Regions from separate parts of the Gasterosteus aculeatus genome. Here region 1 is linked to region 2. Evidence: chromatin contacts called from public Hi-C data. All regions are on one chromosome and are shown on one strand. The core of a region is the stretch at or near the end of the contact, and the rest is flanking DNA. Distances in the headings are between cores, read along the strand shown. Region 1 overlaps LOC120810952 (forkhead box protein O6-like). Region 2 has its middle 12 kb from the start of LOC120810387.

What was found. A called contact is a pair of places that touch in the nucleus more often than the background predicts.
Region 1: a contact with region 2 is called in a Hi-C map of blood and trunk muscle, with 2.3 times the contacts expected there. The contact joins two enhancer-like sites. A contact is called at or near these places in 6 of 6 Hi-C or Micro-C datasets (blood and trunk muscle, liver, skeletal muscle and 2 more).

The regions. Positions count from the first base shown.
Region 1 is chr20:2,211,836-2,214,535 of fGasAcu3.hap1.1, forward strand. The region is part of intron 1 of LOC120810952 (forkhead box protein O6-like); the gene reads right to left. Among protein-coding and RNA genes, the nearest start is that of LOC120810952, 9.1 kb to the right of the region's middle. Within about 2 kb of position 1,451, at least 1 of the 9 cell types and tissues checked has open chromatin away from gene starts, as enhancers often do.
Region 2 is chr20:2,162,019-2,164,718 of fGasAcu3.hap1.1, forward strand. No RefSeq gene overlaps it. Among protein-coding and RNA genes, the nearest start is that of LOC120810387, 12 kb to the left of the region's middle. Within about 2 kb of position 1,288, at least 1 of the 9 cell types and tissues checked has open chromatin away from gene starts, as enhancers often do.

The DNA.
Region 1 (2,700 bases), core at 201-2,700, 50 kb after region 2:
GTGTGTGTGTGTGTGTGTGTGTGTGTGTGTGTGTGTGTGAGAGAGCAGACGAAAGGGAGAGAAAGCTAAAGATGAAAAGGGGTTTTCAAAAGCACATGAAAGGAGCAGGAGAAATGAAATGATCGAGGGAGGGAAATGAGCGATAAAAAGGCTACTTTGTGGGGAGGACTGAGAGTGTGAAAGAGAACAAGTGAAGCCGTGAGTGACTGACGGGAAGAAGAGAAGAAGAGAAGAAGAGAAGGCTGCGGGAAGAAAAGAGGCAGCGAGACAGAGGAGACAGAAAAAGGTTCTCGGCGCAGAGAGACGAATCTCAGGAGAAACGGGGTGCAGGAGGACAGGGTGCAGGAGGACGGGGTGACGGGGTCCAGGAGGACGGGGTGCAGGAGGACGGGGTGCAGGAGGACAGGGTGCAGGAGGACGGGGTGACGGGGTGCAGGAGGACGGGGTGCAGGAGGACGGGGTGCAGGAGGACAGGGTGCAGGAGGACGAGGTCCGGGAGGACAGGGTGCAGGAGGACAGGGTGCAGGAGGACGGGGTGACGGGGTCCGGGAGGACGGGGTGCAGGAGGACGGGGTGACGGGGTGCAGAAGTACGGGGTGCAGGAGGACAGGATGCAGGAGGACGGGGTCCGGGGTGACGGGGTCCGGGAGGACGGGGTGCAGGAGGACGGGGTGCAGGAGGACGGGGTGCAGGAGGACAGGGTGCAGGAGGACGGGGTCCGGGAGGACAGGGTGCAGGAGGACGGGGTGCCGGGGTGACGGGGTGCGGGAGGACGGGGTGCAGGAGGACGGGGTGCAGGAGGACGGGGTGCAGGAGGACGGGGTGACGGGGTGCAGAAGTACGGGGTGCAGGAGGACAGGATGCAGGAGGACGGGGTCCAGGGTGACGGGGTCCGGGAGGACGGGGTGCAGGAGGACAGGATCCCCCCCCCGGCGATCCCCCCCCCTCAAAAACACAAAACACTCCTCCCCCACAACTCCATCTGGTCTCACAGTCACCTCACAACCCACCAACCTGTAGGCTCCCCACACATATGCCGGCTCCCACGCAGATTTGCTCACACATGTGTTGCTTTACACGGACAAACGCACACGCGGAACCACACGAGGGATCGCTCCCCTTTTTAAAACATTTTGAGTTGGTTTCCTCTTCTCAGAACGGAACTGCTCAGGGTGGGGGGGGGGGGTGGGGGGGGGGCGTACAGGTGACCTGTACGGACCTCCATCCGCCCGCCGCAGCATCCCCCCCCCCCCCCCCCCCTCCCCCGTCCTCCTCTCTTAGGCATTAGAATAACAAGCATCCACATAACTCCGCCTCCTCCACGCTGCCCTCCCTTTTGTTCCATCCACCCGCCGCCATCAGTCAACGTTAACTACATTTCCCCTGGTGAGCCGGCTCCCTCCATCACCCAGTGTAAACTGATGGACGGTCCTCAGACGCTCCCCTTTCCCCTTCCCACAATCCTTTGAGTCCTGACAGGGGCTTGACGGACAGGCAGAGAGGAGGGAGGCGCCGGGCCACGCGGCTGCCGGGAAGCGTCCGGAGATGGAGCGCCGCGAAAGACACCGTTTAGCTCGCCGTAAATCATCTCTTTCTCGGGGACAGACGACACGAAAACACACACACACACACACACACATTTACACACGTGCACGCGGCCATCAGTCCCTCCGCATGCAGGAAGCGAGATCGGACGGAGGGAAAAAATTGAATTAGGAAATACGGGCACCGTGATTTGTGAGTTTTTGAGGCCCGGCAGAGAAAACGCTGCTCGCGGCGCGCTCCATCTTCTGGCGAGAGCAAAGAGGAAGAGGCGTCCGCGGTGTTTGCCGAAGGCGCCGTCGAGCTGCGATGGCTTGATTTGAAATATTCACATACATGTATGACGTGATCAGGCCCATTACGTATGCTCCCCGTCGGCGGGGCTCCAGCGAACGGGGGGGCGAACGGGAAGCCGCCAGCCGGCGTAAATTATGAAGACAAGATGCATTACATAAGCCGACAAATGGTCATGAAGAGGAGTGTTGTTGAAGCCGGATATCAATCACGGCAACACGCGTTCTATGGTGTCATCAGTATGATAATACGCTACAGGCTATTTCAAGGATAAACTCGCCATTATAATACATCACAAAGCATATAAACACGGCGAAACACATCAGGCTTTGTGTAGTGTGCAGCATAGTACGACATTATGTCTGATTGATTTACAAATATAAAACTGGTTCTTCAGTCATAATGAAACATAAATCATCTAACCTACAAGGGCTGCAAATAATGGACGTTTTATCAATAAAAGGTTCCTCTGTTTAAATTGTCAGCAAACTGAAGGAGCAGCATTCAACTAATGCCGATATCAGAAGTTCACACGTTGTGTGACGACACGCAAACTAGATCCCGGTTCGCTGATCAGCTGTTGGAATGACATCGTCGTGATGTTTCGGGCGAAACCAAAGCGAACATTCCACGTGGCTGCTCAAACGTCTCATCAGGAAGAGGCGAGGCACCCGTCCGTCTGTCGTGCATCGCCGCTGTTAACGCGGGCGCTCGGCGTGGAGTAGGCCGCCTCCGCCGCCACAGGGCCGAGTATTGGCGACGGAGCAGAACAGGGTGGAGCAGGGCCTGTCGCCGTGGAGGAAAAGACGGAGCGAGTCGGCCCAGCGTGACTACGGCCCGCCTGAGTGGAGCAGCCTGCCTGCA
Region 2 (2,700 bases), core at 38-2,537:
CCCCAAATCAACTCCTTTGAAACAGTCTGGTGGTCCAAGAGGGCCAAGTAACCTGCGCTCAACGGCCGGGAAAAAAACCCTGATTCATCCTTTATTTTAACCATGAACTCCTGCACGACTTGATTGTCTCTATGTCTCTGTTATAATAACGCGTAATAATGAATAAACCAGTAGCACGAACCGCCTTCCACAGCGTGATGATATCAGTCATTTCTATCTTTGCGAGGCTGCCGGTTCAAAACCCGTCAAAGGAAGGCAGAGAAAATCCACTTTTGTGAATGTGGCCCTTTCTACCCCCCCCCCCCCCCTCAGTTTACCTCTTTTGTTTCCTTTCTCTTTCACTTATTTCTGATTTTCGGGTTTTGTATTTCCTCGCATTTCAGTGTTTCATCTCATGTGTTGTTCCATTTTCTCCTATTACCTTTTCCTTCCCGCGGAGCAGTAATATGACGTCCGAGCACACCCGAGGCTCCGCCCGGCTCGCGCCGCCTCGCGCCGCCTCGCGCCGCCTCGCGCCGCCTCGCGCCGCCTCGCGCCGCCTCGCGCCGCCTCGCCTTTTCTCCCTGCTGTAAAATACTTTGCGGGGCCCAAACCGCCCCCCGCGGTCACAGAAAAGAAACACGCTGGGTGTAAAATGATCCCAGCCCTGTAAAATTAGAAAAAGGGGGAGGAAGAAAAAACGAGCGCGCCCAAAGTGGCATGTGCACTAATGAGGGGTTCTGGCGGGGCGCTGGTTTTGGTGGAGACCGACGATGCGTGTGATGCAATCATCACCTTTTGTCCAGCGCGTGGTTAAAGATGGCCGCGGCCGTCACTTTGTGGCGGGCACACGGGGTCATGCCTGTGTGCGGGTGAGGGGGGGGGGGGGTTGATTGTGTGCGAGGACGAGGACGGACGAATGAGTCAAGGAGGAGACGGGAGGAGCCATGCACATAAACACATTGGTCAACACACACACACACACACACACACACACACAACCACACAACCACTCCAAGTCACCCTATTATTATCATTATGCAAGTGTGACTGCAAATGGTCCCCTTCAGCAGCAGCCGGCCCGACCAGTGAGTCCATAAACAGATACGGGATGTGGCGCCGCAGCTTTGGCATTTTTGATGAGGCGGCAGCCGCACACACGCACACGCACGCACGCACGCCTCTTTCCCTTCGACCTCTGCTCTCCGAGGGAAGGCAAAGCGCGAGCGCACAAGCCCGCCGGGAGGGACTGAGCGCCCAGCTGCACGCCAACTGCGCCCGGCGGGCTGCCCCCCCCCCTGACCCCCGGGGAGCACGCGGCCTCCGTGCCCCTCCGTGCATTGGCCACGCCTCCCTTTGGCTTTGCTCGCGCTCGCCCTCAGCCTCTCACGCTCCTTCTCCGTCACACCATTGTCGGTATAATCCCTCTCCATGCTGCTCGGTCTCCCGTCCACTTTCTTTTGTCCGGCCCGTCCTCCTCTCCTCCTCTCCTTGTCTCCTCGTCTCCTCCTCTCCTCCTCGCTCGCGCTGCCAGTCCGAGAGAGTGATTGACAGGCCGTGAATTGCTCCCAGGCTACACCCGGATAAAAGGCAAGGAATGCACATAAGCACACACAAACACACACACACACACACACACACACACTTCACTGGGAATCACATCCACCGTCACATGGACAGACACAAGCTCTGCTGCCATCCACGCGTTGGCGAGAGCGATACACACTCAACACCAGTGACAGTCTCCCGGGTGTGAGACAGAGAGACGGGAGAGCGACAGACAGATTGAGCAGGAGGGCAGGCGGAGAGGCAGAGATATTGCGTCCCGGTGTGCGGTGTCAGGTCCGGCTGTGGGAGCTGACACTGATTATAGTCTTCACAGCTCACTCCCATCACAGGCAACTATAGCCCTCTATTTTCTAAAAGTTGCAGCACACTGTAGGATCCAGAATTGCTTTCACGGCTCCAGCAGTTCGGCCGCTGTCGTCCTGGAATGGAATTTAAAAGCCGTAGCGCCCAACTGCTCGCCGTTAAAGTGGAGTATTCAGACCTAATGCGACAGTGTGACAGAAGGGTGTCTGTCACATCTGTTGCCTTGTTTACTGAATAAAAAGAATGCTTTTGTATTTCTGAAAGTGAGATATGAATCTGAACCCTAAACCTAAAATAAATGCATAGTTACAGTTGATCTCAACAGCTCTTCTCCTTCGTGTCATCGTCGCAACAAGCCTTCTGTCTCTTGCATCTGCACCGGAAAGACACGCGGGGACACCGATGAAGGACACGTACTCTCAGAAGCTCACTTTCAATAGAACCCGGAGAGTCCTTTCCCCGCGCTCTCTCTTTTCAGTGTCATTGACTGCTTTATGCCCGATATAAAAAGCAATGCATGGCCAACGAAGCGCATAATGGGCAGATTTGACTAACGTGTCAGTGCAGAAGAGTGAAAACGAGGGGAGGGGGGAGAGGCAGACGAGAGGATAGGGGGAGACAGAAGGAGAAGGAGATGAAAAGAGAAGAGGCTGAGGGGGATGCAGAGGGGGAGACGGGGGAGAGAGGGGGGAGGAGGGGCTGTGCCTTATCCTGCAAGAAGACGCCTCGGCATCCGCAGCAACGGCAGGCATCAGATGACGTGCTGCGCAGCTCACGGGCAGTGACTGGAGTGGATCGGACCGGCGCACTCGCGCTGAGTAGACGGGGAGAGGCCACGCTGTCGCATGG